Regions from separate parts of the Zea mays genome. Here region 2 is linked to region 1. A link is a contact called in public Hi-C data. All regions are on one chromosome and are shown on one strand. The core of a region is the stretch at or near the end of the contact, and the rest is flanking DNA. Distances in the headings are between cores, read along the strand shown.

Region 1 (4,855 bases), core at 285-2,784:
GATGGCCAATGGCGGTGAGGGGTCGTGGAGATGACCGAGATGGAGGGGAGGAGCTTGGTGGTTACTAGTGTTAGTGTCATGCATTGCAACCTTCGAAAGGGCTGGTTGGTTCTTGGTTGGTATGGTGTCTCGATCGGTGATTGCAGCTTTCCACGCCGGCTCCCTCAGAAGTCAGATGGGAAAATCTCTCGTGCTCCGGTTTCACATACTACTGGGCTGGGCCATAGATCTGATCAAGATACAGAATCAGGCCGATAATTCCCAGGCATGGGCTGCTAGGACATTAGGCCCGTTGAAGAGGCCACAGAACAGAATAGCGCAAAGGACCACCGCGCGGCCGGGCCAAATTGCAGCAAAACAGAGTCCCCGAACACGAACACAACCACTCCCTCTTGGATTTGGGCCTCTACGGGCGGCTCTACTCAAATCCCTTCACTTCGTTCCGTTGTTCGACCTGTTGAATCGAAGCGATCGTGCACGTGGGCGAGTGGGGTGGTCATTTGTCTCTCTCTTTTCCAGGTGGACGTGGACCCGAGAAGACCTCGAGCTGGCTTCACTAGTCAGGACTCAGGACCTAACTGCAGCTGAAACCGCCCGAAGGCCTATCGTCCCACGGAAAATAAGGCCCACAGGAACCCAACGACCACGTTTCTCCGTTCTCCCTCTCACCAAACATGGATGAAGCAGCAACCAGCCGACAAGCAGCGAAGCTAGAGATGAAGATTGGTTTCATGTTATATACAAAAAAGGAAAAGGAATGATATGTTTATTTCGCTGTCTAACTTACCACATATGTTTTTATGTGTAAAGGTTATTCTTTAACTCCGACAATTAAACTTATCTTTCTTACAAAAACAAGTACACAACTAGCTATAGGCTAATTTGGCAACATTGACCGGAGGTAGCAATTACATTTTTTTAAAAAAAAATCTAAGTTTCACTTGTATCTGAGGATCAAAAGTTTTTTATCTCTGTCTACCACAAATTTTGAATACCGAATGGGCTTGGGTTCAATCGCATCATTCTAGCCATGTGCTCTTCTGTACCAGTGACAAGGCTTGTAAAATACAAGGGATCGGTCAACAGTACGATCCACTCCCAAGTTGTCAACAAGCCTTTAAATCAGCAGGAGCACCTGGTATCCTCCATGGCTCCATCCATCCATCCTCCAGGGGTTGGTCAACTATGGACCTCAGAAATTTGGGCAAAAACAACAGCAGGTGCTTGTGCTTGGATTCCTGCAGAGCACACAGCTGCATATTATTCCGGAATCATATTAATGAAAACAAACCTTTTTTTAGTCCCGGTATGGAAAACGCTCGATTTTTATATCTAAATTATTTAAAGAAAAAAAAAACAGTGAGCTGAAAGAAAGTGGGAAGACGAGGAAACGGGCATTGGGGCAAGTCAGCGGGCCCCGCTCACCTACCGCCAACCGCCCCCCGATCCCCCTCCGCCTCTCCACTCTTCCTTTCCCGCCGTATAAATTCGCCGAACACGGCACCACCATTCTCCACCAACCCCCGGCGCGGAGCAGCCATGGACGCCTCCCTCCTCCTCTCCGTCGGCCTCGCGCTGGTGCTGATCCCGCTCTCCCTCTCGCTCCTCAACCGGCTGCGCGTCGGCCGCCTGCCGCCCGGCCCGCGGCCGTGGCCCGTCCTGGGCAACCTGCGCCAGATCAAGCCCGTCCGGTGCCGGTGCTTCCAGGAGTGGGCGGAGCGGTACGGGCCCATCATCTCCGTCTGGTTCGGGTCCGGCCTCACCGTCGTCGTCTCCACCTCGGAGCTGGCCAAGGAGGTGCTCAAGGAGAACGACCAGCAGCTCGCGGACCGGCCGCGGAACCGCTCCACCCAGCGGTTCAGCCGCAACGGGCAGGACCTCATCTGGGCCGACTACGGCCCGCACTACATCAAGGTGCGCAAGCTCTGCAACCTCGAGCTCTTCACGCCCAGGAGGCTCGAGGCGCTGCGCCCCATCAGGGAGGACGAGGTCACCGCCATGGTCGAGTCCGTGCACCGCGCCGCCACTGCCCCGGGTTAGTAAGCTCAGATCCCACCACTGTTCCTCTCTCACTCTCGATCCCGGACAATGTTAGGTAGGCGCAATTTGTACAAAATTGGGGGTGTTTGGTAAAAAGATGGAGGATTCTTTCGTGCGAAGACTCGTTGGTCGGGCAACCCCGCCCGATTTTGCCATGGTGTCGCTGTGCTGGTGGGTTGGTGACCAGAGCAGCTGCTGTGTCGTGTTGACTCAGCTTTAAGCGGTGCTGGGATAGTGGGATTTACTGTGTCTAGTGGCTTTCTGGCCGCTTGGTGGCGAGTTTACGCCTATCTTTCAGTAAAATGCCAAACCTCGGTCCGTAATTTCGTAGGTTTTGTGACAATTTTGTCATAAGACCGAAGGTGTCCACATGGTTAGCACGATGTTAATGAGGTACTATATCGCTAATATTTGCTAAATTAGTCTGCACAGCGGCACCACCAGTACTGATAACAGTTCAGCTGCATTAAGCTGACAAACTGTTCGTCTGCTATAAAGTGACAGCTGTTTGCAGCCACTAGAGCAGTATTTTGTGAGAGAGATCACAGCCACAGCCGCTGCAGTACCTTAGCCAAACTTTATGTCAACCAGATCATGAGGTTAAACAATTAGGTTGGGATTTCTATGAGCTTTAGTATCAATGGCAACACAGAGCTGTTCTTCTTGGTCTAGGTGCCGTGTAAGTGTTTGGTTGCGTTTCAGCTAATTTGTTGGTTTCCACATTATGCTCCGTTAAAGAACTTCTCATAAACTAATAGACAGAGATTAGAAACATTTTATAACGTAATGCTGGTAAACAGTGCGAAAGGGCCTCTAGCCTAGTGGTTAAGGCTTCCGAGTAGCACCACCAAGTCCCGGGTTCGATTCCCCTCGGAGGCGAATTTTCAGGCTTGGTTAATAAAAATCCCATCAATGTGCCCCATCCACTTTTGGGTTACGATGTCATGTGCGCCATTCTCCGGTTGGACCGTTGCAGAGTGGACGGTTGACGCAGGCCTGCTAGTGATCGGGGGGGGGGCAGGGTTTGGTGCGGGTTTTCTTGGCCGGGACCAATGTTTTGGTCTCTTAATATAATATCGGGAGGGCGGTCATTCCCTCCCTGGCCGAGTTGATGCTTGTAAACAGACTATCATGTACATGTGAGAGTGGCATGTAAATTTGGCATCTTTTTAATTGTATGATGACCATTCTTTGTGGTAATAGCCCACCTTATTGGTCTACCAAGCATTTTCTGTTGGCATTGTACCAGCTTGACCAAAAACCTGCAACCTTAATTTGATTTGTCATCAGCTGTATCTCATAAATCATGTTAGGGATCAACTCATGGGAGTTGGGATAGTATAAATGTGGTGACAACTTACAAATGTACAAAATTTAGGTGTCCATTAATGCAAAATTATGTAGTTCCCTTGTGCAATCTGAGAGGTTGCCTTGTGGCATTTTGCAAAAATGTTACCTGGATTTGTCTGATATTCTGAAGGCCAGACTATATTAATACCAATGGAGTTCTAAATGAATCAAACTTGCTGACTTTGAGCTCAGTCAAAATGGGGACTAGATTTTAATCCTTAAGCAGACTTTAATATAATATTATCATTTGATTATTGAAAAATCAATATATATTGTTATTTCAATGCAATCAGTGAGTGGATCTAAACTGATTGCTGCAGCAATACAGCATTACCCAAAAAGGAGGAGTTCAGGTAGTAAATTGCATGGGAACCATGTTTCAGGCCGTGGTATTATTCTGAATGGATAATCAGCACTAGTATTAGTTTTTATTTTCTGGTATTCACGAGAAAATATTAGTATCATATTCTCCATCCTTGACATGTTAGCTGCAAAGCAAACCACTTGCTGATATTTGACTTTATTTAGCACAATATTGATTGTTCCGGTGGCTATTGATGTAATTCATTAGGCACCCGTTGTCTTATTCTCCTTCCTGTTTTGTAATATTAGATAGCATTTTTACATTCTTTAGCAAACATTCTGCTCCATTAATGTATTTCATGGAACAGTCTACAGAAATGGAATTACAACATATTTCTGTGGATGACATTAGTGAAGCAGTCAGCTATCTACTCTGTTAGAACCCAAAATCATAGTTTTAAACTGTTACTTAATCTTATGTTGTATTCAGGTAATGAAGGAAAGCCAATGGTAGTGAGGAAGCACCTTTCTATGGTGGCCTTCAACAACATAACAAGGCTGGCATTTGGGAAGCGGTTCATGAATGCAAACGGTGATGTTGACGAACAAGGGCGTGAGTTTAAGACTATTGTGAACAACGGGATCAAGATTGGTGCATCTCTCTCTGTTGCTGAGTTCATTTGGTATTTGAGATGGTTGTGTCCACTTAATGAGGAGCTTTACAAAACTCACAATGAGAGAAGGGACCGCCTGACAATGAAGATCATTGATGAGCACGCTAAGTCTCTCAAGGAGAGTGGTGCCAAGCAGCACTTTGTGGATGCACTTTTCACTCTCAAACAACAGTATGACCTTAGTGAAGACACAGTTATTGGACTTCTATGGGTACGTTGGATCACTTTTCTCACAGATTACTCATTTGTAGCTGGATTTCTTCTTACTAGACAGGATCCCAGTGAAAACCTAATTTTTTCTATAATGCACACATGCTGCATACCATTGAATACGGTTATTGATTTATAAAAGTTACTGTATAGTTCAGTATCAGCTTGTAGTTTGTGTCAGAGCGAGACATCAGTCTTAGGGTAGGTGCAAGGAGGTGGGATTTGGAAACTATGTATGTTTATTTTGTAGTTGGAAATGGTTGCACTCTATGTTCATT
Region 2 (5,043 bases), core at 415-2,914, 380 kb after region 1:
TTTTTCAGATGTAAACAGTGTTCAGTGCATTTATATTAGTTCAATATAATCTCAGCTATACACACTGAACACCAGCACAAGAAGCATGGACCACAGTGGAGGTAGTTCCACTCATTATCAGTTCCTCAATTCTTCTAATTACATGAAAATTTGACCTTTCAAGCAAGCCAAAAGAAGCTGGCACTGGCAGAGGCCCCAAAAAAAAAAAACTGCCAATCAGGCAAACGCGCTCATTCAGCCAGGGGATCAGAACTCACGAAGCTCGCAACAACATCCATGGAATGACGCAAGCCTTCTGGGACATCAATTTCCCGTGACATCCCTCGCACTTCATCGATCCTGCAGTCCGCGGCTGCCGGTCTTGAGCTCTCCTCCCAGCCGCCTCCAACCTCCGAGTTGCCGTTGAAGCACAGAGCAGGATCGGCACACGCCACGGAGCCCACACTGCACGGCTTCTGAAAAGGGAGCACGCCGCCGACCTCGGCGTCGATCTTGCCCCGGATATCGAGCAGGAGACCCCGGAGCCTCGCCACCTCCGCCTCCAAAGCTGCATGGCCCTGCAGCCGTCTCTGGAGCTGCTGGTTGGCGGCGCGGAGCTTCTTGACCTCCTCTTCCAGAAAGGCCGCGTGCGCCTTCTTCTTCTCCCGGTACTTGCGCACAGCTTCCCTGTTCCCCAGCGGTCTGCGCGGCTTCGCCGAGTCCTCCCTGGCGTCGTCGTCGTCCTCCCCGCCGCTGCCCAGGACCAGGGTGTGCGCGTGCAGGCACGTGTGGGTGTGCATGGCGACCGAGGGGCCGGGCGGGTTGCAGCTGTGCGTGTGGGTGCAGGTCGTCGTGGCGCTGTTGAAGAACTCGTCGAAGCTGTCAGGCATCTCCGGGTGGGAGAAGAGCAGTTGGCAGGGGAGGTCAGCTCCATCGTCCATTGTGGCAGAGAATGTGTGCCGAGAACAAATTTCTCCGCCTGTGGTCAACGGACAAGTCGCACAAGAAAGATGCCTGAAAAGAGAGAGAGAGGTGAAGGAATCAAGAGCTTGTCTAAAAGATGTTCCTTGAAGGGTCTTGAAGCTTTAATAAGAACTGAATTTCTGAGCAACGGTTGCTGGGGGGCAAACTAACGGATCACATCACAAATGAAACAAACTTGCAGGTGCAGGGCAGTAGACCTCACCACTCAGCAGTAGAACCCGGGAGGGAGGAAGGAAACACTCGAGAAAGGACACCAAACTCCAAGAAATGGTGAGCTGCCCGAATTCGGTGGAGGTAAATTCACAAAAAAAGATAGTAGAGGTTGGAAGGGTGAGGACTGGAAACCACCTAGGAGGTATCGGTAAGCTAGCCGGAAAAGCAGGATTCCGGCATCAGAATATCGGAGCGACGATATGGAATCGACGGTAGGGCGTCTCTCGTTCCCTCGCCGCCGAGCTAGCTAACCTCTAGCGGGTAGAAATTTTGTACCTCCCCTTTCTCTCCTCCCCTTTCGCCTTTTCTCGGATTCTTTCTTTATGGTGTCGCCACCGATCTTTTTGGCGACGTCCGATCCAGTGCGTTGCGTTTTAGCTGCGATTGGAGAGGAGAATCCCGGAAAGGGAGCGGCGTTCTGTGTCGTGGAGGAGGAGATGGGACGCCGACGTGATCCGATCAGTGGTGGGCGGTGGAGACGGAGGGAGGGGACGATTCCCTGTTCTTGCCAGTGCTGGGAGGTTTTTGTTGGCTCGCAATGACCGAATCTTTTTGCTTGCGGTGGCCTGCCACTTGGCCTGGTTTTGTCTTTCAGTTGGACTTTTTTGCACCTCAATATTGTTGCCTAGTTGACAATGCACGTCATTGTTCATAAATAACACGAACATGCCAGCAGAGAAGAGTCGGTAAAGTTGCTACAATATTATTCAATCAAACTATATAAAGAGGTAGAATGGAGAAAGCTTATGTATAAAACTTGAGCATCCAAGTGTTGTTTAATACCCATTCTGTCATAATTTATAATTTATTTCACTTTTTTAAATCCAATTTGACCGATTCGTTTTATTAATTTTTTTACGAAAAATAAAAAAATTAAATTCATACTTAAAGTATATTGCTCTCTGTCTCAATTTATAATTTGTTTGATTGTTTACTAACTTTGACCGACTTGTCTTATTCAAAAATATTATAATTATTATTAGTTTTCACTGTGATATTATTTATCATATAATATATTTTAAGTATTGTTTTGATTTTTTTGATTTTTGATTTTTTGGAATAAGACAAACCGATCAAATTTGATATAAAAAAGTCAAATGAATTATAAATTAGCATGAAGAGAGTATATGTTAAATGATATCAGATAAAAAAAATAATAATTATGAATTTTTTTGAACTTGGTTAAAATCACGAATTAGGCACGTTCCATTCAGGATCCCATCCAATGTTCCCAAAATTGTGGTATGCCCGACCATCCACCCTATTCTTAGATGAATGTTGTCCCACGCTCTTTCTCCTCTTCATCCCATCTTCTCTTGAATTACCATTTTAATGTATGCATGTTTTCTGTCTTTTTTAAATAGACAGGAGATCTACCTAATATATTGAAAAGGAGAAAAATGACATGGTAAAATGGTTTAGAACAACCAGGATAAGATCCTAGGCACACGGGCCACTAGCCTAAGGAAAGGGGGAAAAACGAAAACAACCCACAATTAAGAAAAGCATCTAAGAAGATAAGGGAATTATCAGATGTCTAGCCTCTTCCAACTTTCAGGGTGCCGCCTCACACTCTATTTTTACAACAGTTTATTGGTGTCTCGAGAATCTGAGATCAAAGATTCTCGCATTTCTTTCCCGCCAGATTTACCAAATCAAAAAAATCAACAACGATATGAGGCCTTTCCTATTACATTATGCCGACGTGGCTGATCTCTCCCATCAGGGCATAAGGGAGTGGAAGTGCCCCCAATTAGACTGTTTTAGGTCCTCAATGGCCACTCACTAATCCTCATTTTGTCGACCACAAAGGTCACTTTCAACCCTAATCCTCCTTTTGTCGACCACAAAGGTCAAGCCCACACACTAATCTTTGCTCACACGAGCGGGTAACACAAACTTTTTTGTGGTCTTTCACAAGATTTGGAGACTCACAAGCGACACCTAGTCGTTTAGGGGCTTGAAGCTCCAAAAGTAATAAATCCACAAAGAACTCGATGTAGTATCAAAGCTCGAATCAAGAAGACCAAGAAGGATTTAGAGATGAAGCACAAAACCCACAGCTCTCAATCTCACTCAAAGATTTCTCTCAAATTTTTTGAAATGGAAGAGGCAAGAGATATGTGTGAGAGAGTGGGAGGTGTTTCTGAGGTTAGAAATGGAGTTTGGTGCACGCTCTTGTGTGGGGGAGAGAGGCAGGGGTGAGTATATATAGGTGGGACTCCAAAACTAGTCGTTTGACTTTTGTGCTCAAATACGGCTGAGCCGGTATTAAAAACCAGCTGAGCTGGTTTTCTGCATAACATATTCGAGTCGACCCACCGGTTGAGTAGCAGATTGGACCAGAGGGAAAACCGACTGAGCCGGTCCAGAAACCAGATGAGCTGGTATTTCAATCCCGGCTGAACCAACATGAATCCCGGCTGAACCAGTATTTTTCAGAGAGCAATTTTGGCCAAGATAAACTTAAAAAGGTTGTACTACATATTTTCATTAAGGATTAACAAGGGTAAAATAGAAGTTTTGGATCAAGGATTTTTGGCTTTAGTACCAACACCTTTTTGGATCACCCTTGATAGTACAACGATTCCTATACTCAAGTTAAATAAAATATAATTAAGTAAATTCCTTGAGTCATTAGTGTCTCATGTGTGATTCTACATAGTGTTGCTTCGTAAGGATCACAAACATCTTTGTGTCACATTTTGAAGCAAACAAAAATCGAGCCTGTGACTTGAACCATTTCACCATATATGAGTTCAACTCATGGCTTCAAGTCACTTTACTGATGCATCAACACAATATAAATATTCATATTTGATAAGTAAATTGACTTAGTGTAAGTACTCTCTCCTTCACCTTAGTCATGGTACCTCGATCAACAAACCGTCGATTGACCTTCACCTTCGCTTAGTCCCTCGAAGCACTTACCTTGCTATTTTCATCTCATCAAGTCATTCTTGAGCCACATCATATTAAGAATCCATTGAGAGAATCATTTCTTCAATATTGTGAATCTTGCTTGAATGTCATATAGATATAAATGCTAAGATCAATCAAGCTCTAGTTTGATTCTCATAGAAGAATATATGGACTAATAGTAATATGGTCAAGCCAATTCAATATTTCTCATATCTTATTCATTTTGGCTCGACCAATCCTCTTAATCACTTCAATCTCTTTTCTGATCATATTTATGCATAGTGATTTCTCAGGTCTTGTCCATATATCCAAACCAATATAGAGACCACATTATATCCATTTGCATTGTCTCATTGGTTATTTAAGCTTGTGTTGAATCTTTGTTCACTGATCATTATACACTATTTAAGTATGTTCATCATACTGAATTTGCTGTTCAACAATTAGCAAACTTATTAGACTTTAAATGTGTTGTTATCTGAATTAGCAAAATTCATAAAAGGGATGAATGTACTTTCACATATGAACAGGTCAAACTTTATTCAAGTCAATCCGAAGAATTGGGCCTGGTAGCCGATTTTACCGTGAAGCGATGGTCTGCAGTGAGTTTCCGGTTACTGTGAAGCCGAAGTCGATGCGATCACCATAGACGGGGAGCTGCCACGGTCTGACGCAAATATCGATGTTGCCGTAGATGAAGTCGCGCCGCGCCACGACAACGTCCCGATGGTGCTGGTGCTCGAAGGTGAAGAAGAAATCTTCGGGATAGTGCTGCACTACCTTGATGTCTTCCTCCCGCGTCCAGAACCTGGAGCAGAATGGCCCTTCTCAGCGTGTTAGTGCTCATTGGAGGTCGAACACCTCCAAGCCAGGCCCACGCTACATGGGTGTTGAGCCTCGCCAACTCGTTGTCCATATCCCGGGAGGATGCTGCAAAGACAAACG

The links. A called contact is a pair of places that touch in the nucleus more often than the background predicts.
Region 2: a Hi-C map of ear shows a contact between it and region 1, with 2.7 times the contacts expected there. The contact joins the promoter of LOC100274522 here to the promoter of LOC100274274 in region 1. A contact is called at or near these places in 4 of 25 Hi-C or Micro-C datasets (bundle sheath, ear, endosperm and 1 more).

Annotation. Positions count from the first base shown.
Region 1 is chr6:167,107,824-167,112,678 of Zm-B73-REFERENCE-NAM-5.0, forward strand. It overlaps LOC100274274 (putative cytochrome P450 superfamily protein), which reads left to right and starts at 1,535. Exons shown (of 3, transcript NM_001148638.1): 1 at 1,535-2,035; 2 at 4,184-4,578. The coding sequence starts at 1,540.
Region 2 is chr6:167,488,190-167,493,232 of Zm-B73-REFERENCE-NAM-5.0, forward strand. LOC100274522 reads right to left here and starts at 1,665. Exons shown (of 1, transcript NM_001148879.1): 1 at 6-1,665. The coding sequence starts at 920. The coding sequence ends at 231.